Regions from separate parts of the Mus musculus genome. Here region 2 is linked to region 1. The links are chromatin contacts, called in public Hi-C maps. All regions are on one chromosome and are shown on one strand. Each heading gives the region's core, a stretch centred on a gene start, on an enhancer-like site or on the middle of the called end of the contact. The rest is flanking DNA. Distances are from core to core; before and after follow the strand shown. Region 1 has its middle 23 kb from the start of Gm41976. Region 2 overlaps BC034090 (cDNA sequence BC034090).

Region 1 (6,502 bases), core at 1,880-4,379:
CCCGGAAGCTAGAAACAGTTCTGTAAATCAGTTTTCCCTGACGAGAAGGTGTGAGGATGTCTAACCATAAAAATGATTCCACAAGACCGCTCAGGGAGTAGAGGTGCTTGCCACCGACACCTGCCGATCTGAGTTCAATCCCCAACTCACATGTTAGAGATAACTAATTCCAGAAAGTTTTCCTCTGGCACACACCTATGACACATGCACCTTCACACATACAAAAAAAAAAAAAAAAAAAAAGCCCAAGTCAACAAAGAAATGTAGTGTTTCATTTAAAATGCCTCCAGACCCCATCTTCTGTAGGAGAGGCCAGCGTCCTCCGCAGTGTCCCTCCCCAGGGTGAAACATCATAAAAGGCAGGCTCTGCCACTTCAGAGAACCAACTTCAGAACCTACTGAGTCCGAGGGAAGGAAAATGATGTCCAGTGCCCCACCTGAGCCCCTAACCTAGAAGCACACTGACATAGTTTCAGCCATGAATGCTGTTCCCCAATAAACAGGGACATTTACACCACACTGCGAGCTTGCCTTTTTCTTCTCTTTTTTAACTGAAAGTTTCTAGAACTAGACTAAACAGAAGGCGGGTGGATGGTTTCACTGGCTTGGAATCTCCTCCAGAGAAGAGCATCCACACGCACCCCCTCCAACATCAAAACAAACAACCATCATGCCCACAAACAAGACTCGCCCGCTGTGACAGCCCCTTCCAACGCTTGGGAAAGTGCCACTGAATGGGTGGCCAGAACACCAGTACCTGTACCTGCTCCCATGATGATAGAGTCCGGATGATGTAGGCCATCCCTCTGGAATCACCTACAACTTTATTTCTTGCCTCTTTGAACACAAGTAATCGAACAATTTGAACAATATGCTGTCCTTTCAGACACAAAGAAAACATCGTTTTGATTTTTATCCCATTTGTATGAGCCATGCCTGTAGCTGTAAGGCAGAGGAAGCAGGGACACAGGAGTGAGGACAGACTGGAAGGCTACAGGAATCCATCACAGCAGACACACACACACACACACACACACACACACACACACACACACACACACTCCCTCCAACCCTCTAAGGCACCCTGACTGGGAAAGCGCCAGGTGACTGACACTCCTGGAAGTCTTTACCCAGGCAGCACAGCACCTTGCAGCCCTGGGCCTAGACCCATGGCTGACACTGCACAGCCTAATGGGACTTTACTCCATACTGGGGCCATGGCTTCAAAGAAAAGACCCTGCTTTAATAATTCAGCCGCTTGAATGCCATTTAGTATCCATAGCAACCAGTTCCCTGACATCTAGTTGTAGGCAGGATGTGGCTGGAAAGGGGAAAAGAAGGAAAGTGGGGAAAGGCAGAAAAGATAGCAAACAGAAGAAAACCAGCTTAGATTTTGTCTCTGCTTTACTCCTTTCTCTCCTGGTCCTGATGCTGACAGTGGCTCTCCCTTCTGTGCCTTCTCCTTGCTCCCTCCCACCTTGTCTCTGCTCTTCCCCTCTCTTCTCCTAGAAACAGGAAGATCCAGATTCCTGACTCAGCATTCCTCAAGCACCTTGGGGATGCCTGCCAATCTCTCTCTTTGCATCTCCTTGTCTTTCTTTCCTTCAAATAGGGGCCTTTGGGCATTTGCTGTGTTCTGCTAGCTCTTACTATGTATGATTCTATGGTCCTCTCTCCATCCCTCCACTTGGCCGCCTTTCATCTCTGTCAGACTGTCTCTGCATTCCCCATCTCTCAGACTCTGTCTCTATGTGCTTTGCTATCTATCTACCTACCTATTTATCTATCTATTATCTATCTGTTTCAACTATAAAGTGATTTTAAACTAATAATTTAAATTAAAATTCCTCTTCCCCTTGTGAAAAGCACGCTGCCACTCCAAGATGGTCCTCCTTCATCCTATAGGCTCTGAATCCAACATCAGCTCTTCTCAGAAGCCCACCAGTCTCCCAAGAACAGGATCAGCACTCCTCATGTAAGCTCTCATAACCCTGATTAAGCCCTGTTGTGCCTTTTCTCCATGTTGCAATTGCCCGCTCATCTGTTGTCCATCCAGTTGGCAGGTGAGTGAGTACCTACAGAGCAGAACAGTGCCTTGCTCCCTACTCCATCCCCTGTGCCCGCTTCTTGGGAGGCACTTAGAAGGAGATGCTGAAGGAAAAAATAAATCATCTATAACCAGAGGTTTCTGAATCACTGCCTGTCAAAGACTTGGGACATACTCACAAAGGACACCAGGAAAGAAGGGGGTAGGAGGAGCCAACCGAGTATTACAAGGGATACAGAAAAGAGAAAATCTCCTGTTCTTCAAAGAGGCATGAGCTTGGTATAAAGGCTCCAGAGTGGGCTCAGCAAGAAGGGAGACAATAGCAAGGGGATGGTTTCCCTCAGCCCATCTCAGGGCTACTCTGGCACCGTTCAGGCAAACTCCAATGGTTACTACATACTCAGTGATAAGGCTCCTTCCACATAGCAGTGCTTCCAAATGTCTGACATCCACCACCTCAGCATTCCTGCCTGGCCCCATTCTTCCTGGGAACAGGGTATAAGGGAGGCAGGCAGACGGAGGCTATGATGTGGCTGCCAGAGGGACATGGGCCAGGTGGCCAGTCCTTTGTAACTGATGGAAGATGCTAATGAAGCTTTCTGTCTTCTAGGAAGTAGCTACGTTTAAAGTAAGAAAAATACTCCGTGAGTAGATATTTTTTTAATGGACAAAACCTATGCGTTTAAGAATATTTAGCTGTCAATGTGAATGAAAAGCAAAAATTCAGGGCAGGAAGGCTCTTCCCAGTGTTAAGTAATGAAGTCCTTTATCCATCCGTCGCAGGAAGGGTGAGTAACACACACACACACACACACACACACACACACACACACACACACACACACACACTATTTATGTGCAGAGAGTCCCAGTTAAATTGAAACAGGCTCCAGCAAGGACCATGTTTTATATAGTGTGCAGCCCCCCGCCCATAACCCAGAAAGCCAGGCACTCCTGGCTTGGAGCCCCAGCCCTCACACAGCTTTTTCCCCAAATAATCCTTTAATCCAGATGGAACTGCCTACCCTCAAAGATCTGCCAAGTGACACACAATCTTCTCGATATCGCGCACAGACTGAGTGACACATTTCATTAGCAGACTCTCATGAGTTCCCCTCACCAAGCCATCCTCCCATGCAGCCTCCACATACCCCTCATCCGAAGCACAATCTAGTCATGAAAAGCAGTGAGGTTGAAGACAGACACTAGAAAACAAAAACAAGCAAACAGCATACGCCTCCTGAAGCAACACAGCTTTATAAAAGATGGTAATATCACACCTGACTTTATTGCTACACCCAATTGTTTAAGAAGTTCAAGGTAGATCTAGGTTGACTTTCCTCTGTGTGTGTGTGTGTGTGTGTGTGTGTGTGTGTGTATCCATTTCTTTCGTGCTAAAGGGGAAGCATAAATTAAAAACCTTCCTATACGCTCAGATCAGCCATTGTACTCCCTTCTTCCACTAGATTGAAAACACACGCCCCCAACCACGGATCCTAATCATCTCTCCATGTAACACCCAAACATTAGGACAGACCTACGCTCTTCCACCACGTTTGAGAACAGAACCGGAAAGCCTGTGGCAGCAGATGCCCATACTAATTCCATTATGCACACACATAAACTGCCAAGACATCACACGGACACACTCGTATACCCATAACTAAACTGTGGGCACATGCACACACAGTCACATTCTGCCCTTTTGCTCTTGTGTGTGTGTGTGTGTGTGTGTGTGTGTGTGTGTGTGTGTGTGTGTGTGTGTAGCTTAGATTGGTGATGCTTTGGATTATGAGGTTTCCATGGTTACCCTCTATGGAGGAAACTGGGGTAATTGAACTCTTGGGGTTCACCATTCAACAGATGCCGCTCGCTCCCTCCTACAGGCTTGCTCACTCGTTTGCTCTGCCTTCCTTTCATCATGGGCCGTTTTAAGTGACAGTTTCAAGTCAAGAACATCATCGTAGAGTGAGACCTTCCCAGCGTTCTCGTTCTACCTTGGAAAATTCTAAAGTTGAAAGCTAATTTCAACATACGGGCTGCCCCGGAATAATCTTGGCCTAACTTGGGTCTAAGAGCATGGGACTGGGCAGCATGCCCCACCCCCAGAATGGAAAATAAAGCAGACTGACTATTTCATAAAAAGTTCTAAGAGAACTGAAGGACTCAGATCAATATAAATCCATAGAAACAGAGAGTGGCCCCGACACATGCTTTCTCTCCTCCCCACAGACCTTTTCCAGACTCCTGGGTAATTCTTGCCTCTTTCATTTAGGCCTCTGGAACAAGGTATCACGGGATCATGGAATGATTATAAAGGCTTATTATAGGCAACAAGCAATTCTTTCTAACAGTGAGAAATCTGAGATGGGGTGCTGGTATGGGGATACTGTCTTCTGGGCTAAGGACACTACCTCACTATAAGGCAGACAACAGAGACATAGAAACTCATCCTACCCTGACAAGGATGCAAATTCTATACTATGGGCTTGACAGTTGTGTTCTAAATCACCTTGCAGAGGTACAAACTCCTAGCCCCTCCCACAGGTTAGGATTTTGACATGAATTTAAGGGACAAGAGAGCAACATGCAGCCTATAAAGGTTACATCAATTATAAAGAGAAGAAATCTCTTGGGATGGCCGTGTGCCTTAGATATGACCTTGTCTATACATAGCCAGCCCAAATTGGCTTGTTAAACAAAGTGCTACAACACAGTTCACTTATGCCTCATTGCCTCCAGAGGGCAGCAGGACTGACACAGGGAAATCTCCCGGGGATTAATTGACAAAGGTTTCTTCAGACTTTGATGACTTTCTGAACAAAGAAATGAAATCATGTCACATGTAGTAATGGCACAATATGCTAGTGTTCCATCGTGACTAGGGACAGAGAGACTCACGGTACTTAGTGGCACACGAGAGCCTTAGTTCAGTCTTTCAGAAGCCCGGGAGCCACAGCCAAGGTCCTCAGCCACCAGGCACCTCAGAAGTTTATATATCTATTATTTTTTGGCCTCTGGGTTCTCAGATGCCTTTCCACATGTAGGAGGGACCCTTTTGCCTAGTAATTCAAAATACTATGTAGCACAAAGACTCGCTTAAATATAAGGGGGCATTTGAATATTTGTTGAGATCTGGGGCATCCTGGGTTTCATCCTCAGGATCTAGATGATGGAAGGAGAAAACTGACTCTCACAAGTTGTCCTCTGACTTCTACCTATATGCCATGGCACACACGCATGCGCGCACACACACACACACACACACACACACACACACACACACAAATAAATAACATTAGAATACAAATGAGGATATAATTACAGTTTTTCTTCAAATACACACTCTTTCCTATTCTTGCCCAAATTTTTACAACTAACTCAGAATGGGCACTACAGATGGGCCAGGAGTAACAAGGAGAAAAGTTGGAGTTAAATGAACAAAACTGCTCACTTTGATTCCAGTTACTCACACAAGGCCTGAACTTGGGCATGCTTAGGTGATCTACAGGGAACAGAACAGTATAATTAACCAGCTGGAAACAAAGACCTGGGCAGCAAATAGCAGTAGGCAGTAATCTTTATTACAATAATGTAACAACAACAGTAATAATAATAGCAAGAACAAACGGAGAACAAGAGGAATTTAATCATGACAAACGTAATTGTGACTCTCCATTTCCCTTCCCCTTCTGTTATGGACTGTCATGTTTTCCCCCAACCCTCCCCCACAGAACTCACATACCAAAAATTTAACCCTTGGTGCCATAGATCCATGAGTATATTTGGAGACAGGATCTTTAAAAAGTCAATAGATGCATGAGGCTATTGAAGTGAGTCACACACACAGGCAAGATTCCAGGTAGACACGTTTACAGTGTCACTTCATGAAGAGGAGAAAAGGAACAGTGGTCAAATGTTTGCCTGGCATTCACAAGGCCCCAAGTTCAATCCCCACAACCCCACAATGTTTTTCTTTTCTTCAAGGCAGGGTTTCTTTGTACAGCCCTGGCTGTCCTAGAACTCACTCTATAGACCAGGCTGGCCTCGAACTCAGAAATCTGCCTGCCTTTGCCTCCCAAGTGCTGGGATTAAAGGCAAGCGCCACCACTGCTTGGCTTCCCACAATGTTTTTGATAAAATAGTCACAATAGAGGAATGCAAGTTTAAATTATATGATACCATTTTATTAGAACCTAAGTAAGTGATTGTAAGGGACTAGAGAGCAGGTGAAAAAGAAACAAACAAAACAAAACAAAAAAATTAAACAAAAAACAACAAAAAATTTCCTCTACTGTCAATGCCAAGCTAAATGAATCTCTCTTGACACACCAAACTTAGCAGTGACTCAGGTGTGTCTCAACAGAGCATGCTTATGAAGAAGAGGAAACACAAATATTTCAACAGGTAAACCTATCTTATGTCTCAAACCACTCAAAACTGTCAGCTCCTGAG
Region 2 (6,502 bases), core at 2,629-5,128, 330 kb after region 1:
TCTCCCAGCCCCTTCACTGCATTTCTCCAGAAGACAAGTGACCTTGCTATAACAGAAAGCAGAGGTGACTTTTGCTACTGACATTTTCCCCAGAGGTGAAATTTCTTTAGTGGCAGCTCCAGGCTAGGGAATATCCAGCAGGACAGTGGTTCTCAACTTTCTAACACTGCGACCCGTTAATACAGTTCCTCACGCAGTGGTGACCCCAACCATGAAATTATTTTCATTGCTACTTCAGCACTGTAATGTTCCTACCTTTATGAATTGAATGGAAATATCTTTGGAGACAGGTTTGCCAAAGGGGTCGCAACCCTCGGGTTGAGAACCACTGCTGTATGGGGTTGCCAGGGCTTCCCCTTGATTGTAGCGTTTGCAGGGAAGGGATGGGGGCAGATTCATCTCTCGAGTGCTCCAGTGCCCTCTTTATGTGCTGAGGTTTCATGCACATGATAGGCTGGCTACTCTTATCCACCTGCTAGAAGCCCCTTCTTTTTGCTTTTTCTCCAGCCTGGGGTAGTCCTAGCCATCCAGTCCTGCACTCTTGGGGCTCTGAGACAGTCCCCCACTTCCCTTCCTCTCCCCAGCCTCTGGGGCAGGAGCCGTAGAGTTGTAGCTGACTTCTGCTGCAAATGTCCCCATCTCCTTCCCAAGACAGGCTAGTTTCCTCTCTCACCTCGCCACAGACAATACTCCCTCAGTGTCTTCCTTGTCCGATAAAAACTGCCTATGACACTCATGTCAGCCCAATCCAGATGAGACCACAGCTGGCACTGTGACAAGATCCACACCGGCAGTGAGCCACACACTCTAGCCCACCGTGCACCTAGCCCAAGGTTCTTAGCTTTGTTCTCTCAGATCTCAGCCTTGCCAGGGCTCCTCTCCTGACTCAAGGTCTGCAGAGCCTTCTGCATCTACCCTGGCCATGACCCTACCCCTGCAGGCCTCCACATGTCCCCTCTGAATGCCCCCTGGCCATACCTGTACCCTTCTGCCCCTGCCTTGCCCCAAGCCTCTTAGGGCTGGTAGAGACAAAGTGAAGACAGAATCCAGCAATTCCAGTGAAAGCAGCTTTGGCTTTTTAATAATTTAAGACTGACGCCTGTCCAGGCATCTAGCGTCCCCAGCCCTTGAGCAGGATCTAAGCTGAGCAGGCTGCGCTATGCCTAGGTGGGATGGCCACCTCCAGCTCGCAGCCTCCCTGCCTGCTGCCCACCCACAGCTGCCACCAGGGAGGTCTGGATAGGAACCCTGCAGCTGGGGGAGAGCCAGACACCAGCTGCAGCCCTGGCTCCAAGCTGGACAAGAGAACAAAGACAAAGGCCCGCCCAGGCCAGGCTGCAACAACCTCTGTCTAGCAGGGGTGGAGGCAAAGGGCTGGCTGGGCCGGCCCCCCACATCCTTAGTACCATGGCCACACTTGCTGCAAATGGCAATAGTTTCATTTTTCAACTTTGTGTTGGTCATAAAAATCTCTAGTAATTCTTAATATTCTGGCTCCCAGAATCTCTCAGAAGTTTGCATACCCAGAAGGGGCACAGAACTCCTGTCAGGCCATATTTCACAGAACACACAGTTAGGAATATGTGCTCCTGGCTGTCAGGCTGTGCCAAGACACTGAGCCCTTTCTGGATCAGAAGCAAAGTGTCACATGGAAACCAGGAAAGCCACGGCTGAAAGAGATGGGGCACAAAGCCAGGGTGGCCACGCTGTCTCTGGTTTGCTGGGGGCTGGGGAGCCTTCTCAGTGAGTGTGGCCAGAAGCTGAGGCCAGCTCTCAGGGACCAACCCAAGGATTAGTCAGTGGCAGTTCTCTCCCTCCAACAAAGGAACGTGACCACTTCTGTGAAGGAGGAGACCAGGATTCTCTGTCTCTAGACCTGTATAAATTAGTGATCTTAACTGAACGTACACACGGGTACTCGGCCTCTTCCTGCAGGGGGCCGATCAGAACAGCTTCTGCCACTGCCCAGACAGATGCCTGATCTGTGAACTGCATTTTCCGTTCACATGTTATCTCTGGGTGGCATGTTTCTAGCCCCTCCTGCTGCGTGTGTGGGTCAGGGGTCCTGTAGGAGTGTCAGCAAGAGCAGCGGTACTTCTGGGTCACTGGGGGACCGGCCTTTGTCTCAGGACACGAATGGACAAGCTCTCCGCATGAGCCAGTAGCTCTTTGATGTGAGCCAAGCCCAGTCCAGCAACCTTGGCCCCGCCCACCTCCAGAATCTCATCCCCGACCCTGAGCAGCCCCGAGTACAGCTTCGCGGTGTCCAGGTCAGCCATGGCCTGCACATAGAGCCCTGCAAAGGAAGGAAGAGGGGATGAGATGTCATGCAGGACACAGTGACACACCCCTCACAACTGACGTCAGGTGTCGCTCCCTACCTTCTGCCCCGTGCTTAACCTCATTTCTCTGTGGCCTCTTTCAAAATAGCAAAACCCCTGCAACTGATGCCTGGAGACATTCCATTATCTGCCTTCAGTTTAGCACGCATGAACTAATCTTACCCTCTTCTGACATCAGCTCTTAGGTGCACTGTGTTGCTCAGGATTCATAAATAGATGGAGTCCGTAGCTCAAGTCACCCAGGCTCAACCCAAAGGCCAAGGCAGAGGACCCGTCACTAGAGTAATACAAGTGGCTGGGACCAAATCTCCTTCGTAGTACTCTGCAGGATTATTGCTGGCCTCAGGGTCATTCACACAGTTCCTCACTTGGGATTTGGTGGCATGTGGCCAAAGTCCAGGGGAAATAGATGCCCACGTCTACAGCTTACTTGCCTGTTTCTTGCACCCTTCCCTCTACCACTCGAAGAGGCTCAGCCTGGCCAGCGTGATCATTCCTTGGGTTGTAAAATGATCGAGCCCTTCAGGGACTTGTGGCTGGCTCCCAAGAAAGCCATGTTGTAGGAGAGCTATGGGGCCTTGGTTTGACAGGGCAGGTCTCTAGCCACAGCTGCCGCAGCCCAGTCCACCTGAGAGCTGGGCATCTTTCGGGTTCTCTGTCAGCTGCCCTGCCCTGACAGCAGACATGGGTAGGTTCCTCTGGGGAAAGCTGGAGCCTGCTGCTATCCTCTGCTGTGTGAACATTGCCAGCCTGCTGAAGGACAGAGGGGGACAGCCTCGGCAGATGACTTTCCTGCAGCCGACAACACAGTGGGACCTGGTGACAGGTGAGCAGTCCTGACCCCTTCACCAGCTGGCTGAGAAACACGTGGTAACTGCCCACATGATACCTTCTCCAAGGCCTTTCCCTAGTCAAGGTGCTTAGCACAGGTAGGGTGTCTGTTCTGGTGCCTCCATCTGTGGCTTGGCGCATCATGGACTGCGGGAGGTGGTACCTTGGCCTATGGATCCAGAAGATCCCCCTTCATTGTAGCCCCTGGGTCCCAGAGAATCCAGGCTCTGAATATGGACTCTCCAAGCCCTTTCCTAAAGGTTTGTGGCCATTTGGCCGATCTGAGCTCCGTACACACTTCCTCTCCTGTTTGAAGTGTGGCTGTCCCTTTTGGTGCTTCTTGGCCAAGATGAGCCTTTCCAGTGAGGCCCTGTCTCTAAATAACCAAGCTCATAGTTCTTTGGCAGAAGGCTTTCCCAGAGGGATCCTGCCCTGTCCTTCATCTCCTTTCTCGGATGCTTGAACAGCTTACCTGCTGGGACTACAGGCTGGTGGCATGGAGAGAGAGGGGGAACCACCCCTACCTCCCGATGTGAACCCACAGGAGTGTTTGGTATGCAGCAGGAGAGGCAGGTGGAAAGGAATGACAGAACCCAAAAGAATGTAGCCAAGTCAGACCAGACACTGACGTCACTCCAGCCATTTTGGGGAGACTTGGGTAGGCTTCCCAGCTGAAATCGTGACTGTGAGGCAACTCTGGTATTTGTGGTCTGCTGGAGACAGCCTTTGCTAAGGATGCTAGATGCCTATGTTGTAGCTAGTTAGAAGCAGAAGGCAGGGCCTGCTGTTTTTGTGGGGGTGGTGTCAGATGAGATTCATGCTGGCATCCTGACTGACGCTCAGCAAGGAGCCAGAGCAGCCCCAGACCATGGCTCCTCTCCTCTGAGGCTCAGCAGAACTGGCCCTAAGCAGCCTGTGGTAGAGCACCAACAGCCACCACACTGCCTAGTGTGAGACCCCTATGTGACATCTGGTGGCCAAAAACAGCAGCAAGAGTGGGGCTCTACCCAGACAGCCTGGACGGCACTCAGTCTGGCTTCCCAAATGTCAGCTCCCTGTGTGTGCGCTGACATCTGACTCACCCTAGGTCCAGACTGGGGGAGGCCCACGCTGATCCCGATCACACATGTTTTCTACCCCCCTGGCCCCGTCCATTCTCTGCTTCCCCCACCCCCCTTACCCCGACAGGAAGTTCAGATCACACTAGCTGCAGTTCAGCAGATTATAGCCCCTGCTCACCATCTCCAAGGCCACTCTCCCGCCACCTGCTATTTGATCTGTCTCCTGGAGTCTGGACATCACTGTAGTTCCCTTCACTGGCCCACTGTGTATCTCAACACAGCTAGGTATCAGCCTTCTGTTCTAAAATCTCTTCCAGCAGATGGTTCCTATGCCACTCGGTGAGAAAACTCCAGGTCCCATAGGTCAGGGCAGCATGCAGCCTCTCTGAGCTCAGCTCTCAGCCTGACCTTGTTTCCCTAACAGCAAGACCCATGGCCCTTTAGGGCCTTCACAGTTGGTAGCCCCTCTACCTGACTCATCTCCTGTTTGTCCTGTCTCCACTGGAGTGTCATCTCAAGCCTGTCTACCCAGTACCGGCCATGCCTGTTTTTTTTATATTTGCTTCTTGGTGCATTTCACTATGCCATGTTCATAATATAAAACATATGAAGTAAATGTGTAGATCTGGCCTAGCACCCTTGCTGGAGCGCACGCTCCTGAGGCCTGAGGTCTGCAGTCTGCGTGCTTCATGCTGTGCTGTAACCCCGGTATCCAAGATACTTATTAGCAGGCACCTGACACACATTAACTCACAGATGCCGAGTGATTCACAGGACAGGAGCTAGCACACACGCTGGACCTGGCACCCAGGAAGAGCTTCTGGAGGGACGAGGAGAGCTTTTCTCCATTGCTCAACCAAAGCCCCAAAGGAACTTGACCCCAGGGGCTTTCTGAGGATCCTGAGAGCATACCTGAGTCTCGACGGCCACTGCCATGGGCCACGTGGAATCCAAAGGTGCCCTGCAGCACAGCGTGTGCTGCAGACACGGCAGCAGGAGGGCTTTCCCAGTTAAACAGCCCTGGCCTAGCACACTGGAGAGCGGACTACTTCTCCCCAGGGCCCAGCAGCACAGACTGCTGAGCTTGCCTTTCCAAGTCATCCCCTCCCTCCTCTGCCCACTCTCCCTCCGCTGAGCAGAGCCTGGGGACAGCTTCCAAGGGTTCATGTACTCACACATTCTAGACCATGGGCTTTGGCCTGGGCAAGTCAGGTTGCCACACAGGACTCCTGGATGTAGAGGGACCAAGAACTGGTCAGAATTCAGTGACGGTGGTATTGAATTAGGATACAGTAGGCAACCCCGCCAGACACCTGGAGCCAACATCGATCTGAACAAAGCCTCCAGGAGCTGGGGAGGGAGGGCTGTGGACAGGACTGCAGACAGGCAGGCCCACTCCACAAGCCCAGACACACCAGCAGCTGGAGGATGGGGCGGTTGAAATACATCAACCACATCAAAGGAATAGCTGAGACCCGGCAAGCACAGACAGTTTCCCTCTGCCCCTCTGGAAGAGCCCTGCTGGCTGGGATTTCTAGATGTCACAGGACAACAGGGGGGCAGTGGAGTCAAATCGGCCAGCTCTACCCCCTCAGCATGAGGGCTCCTGGGACCTGGCACCTAGGAAGAGCTTCCGAGGAATGAGGAGAGCTTTTCTCCATTGCTCAACCAAAGCCCCAAAGGAACTTGGCCACACCCCAGGGGCTTTACTGAGGATCCCGAGAGCATACCTGAGTCTCGCCGGCCACTGCCATGGGCTACATGGAATCCAAAGGTGCCCTTTGGGGGTCGCTGCAGCTGCAGCTGGCTCGTGCCATCTGGGAACACCTCCACCACGCGGCCCACAGTACGAGCCAGGCTAGGGGCACCCACATCTTCCACACTGAGGGCACGATGGGGAAAGGCCTTGGCTGGCCTACAAGGAGACCAAAGACAGTAACGGTAGGGTTAGGTATCACAGCCAGTTTTTTCTGGGCCCTAAGGTGACCTGAATCTGATGTAGGAACCTTTCTGACAGGAGGGGCTGGTTTCTCTGACCTCAGCCAGCAAAATGAGCTCCCTAGGGTGGAGACTGGCAGTGTCCACGTCTACTGGCGGTTGGTTTCTCAGGCCAGAGAGCCTTGAAGCAAGGACGGTGGTCTCTAACGTGTTTAGAAAGAGACCTCTGAGCACCCGAGGAAAGCTATAATTTTATCTAATGTTTTCAGGAGCCCTTCCCCCTCAAAGTCCTTCCATGAAACCCTGAGTAAAAATGGATGACCAAGGGGG

Evidence for each region. Hi-C and Micro-C count contacts between places; a contact is called where the count stands out from the background.
Region 2: a Hi-C map of cerebellum shows a contact between it and region 1, with 2.0 times the contacts expected there. The contact joins two enhancer-like sites. A contact is called at or near these places in 6 of 484 Hi-C or Micro-C datasets (B cells, cerebellar granule neurons, cerebellum and 2 more) and 1 of 9 other capture datasets (adipose tissue).

What each region holds. Positions count from the first base shown.
Region 1 is chr1:154,885,657-154,892,158 of GRCm38.p6, forward strand. No RefSeq gene overlaps it. Among named protein-coding and RNA genes, the nearest start is that of Gm41976, 23 kb to the right of the region's middle. Within about 2 kb of position 3,130, at least 12 of the 459 cell types and tissues checked have an H3K27ac peak or open chromatin away from gene starts, as enhancers often do. A contact at or near this core is called in cerebellum and ventral hippocampal neurons, where this site is marked.
Region 2 is chr1:155,211,418-155,217,919 of GRCm38.p6, forward strand. BC034090 (cDNA sequence BC034090) reads right to left here. Exons shown (of 10, transcript NM_001370865.1): 9 at 5,965-6,149; 10 at 1,054-2,296. The coding sequence ends at 2,103. Among named protein-coding and RNA genes, the nearest start is that of Gm31102, 28 kb to the right of the region's middle. Within about 2 kb of position 3,879, at least 81 of the 459 cell types and tissues checked have an H3K27ac peak or open chromatin away from gene starts, as enhancers often do. A contact at or near this core is called in cerebellum and ventral hippocampal neurons, where this site is marked.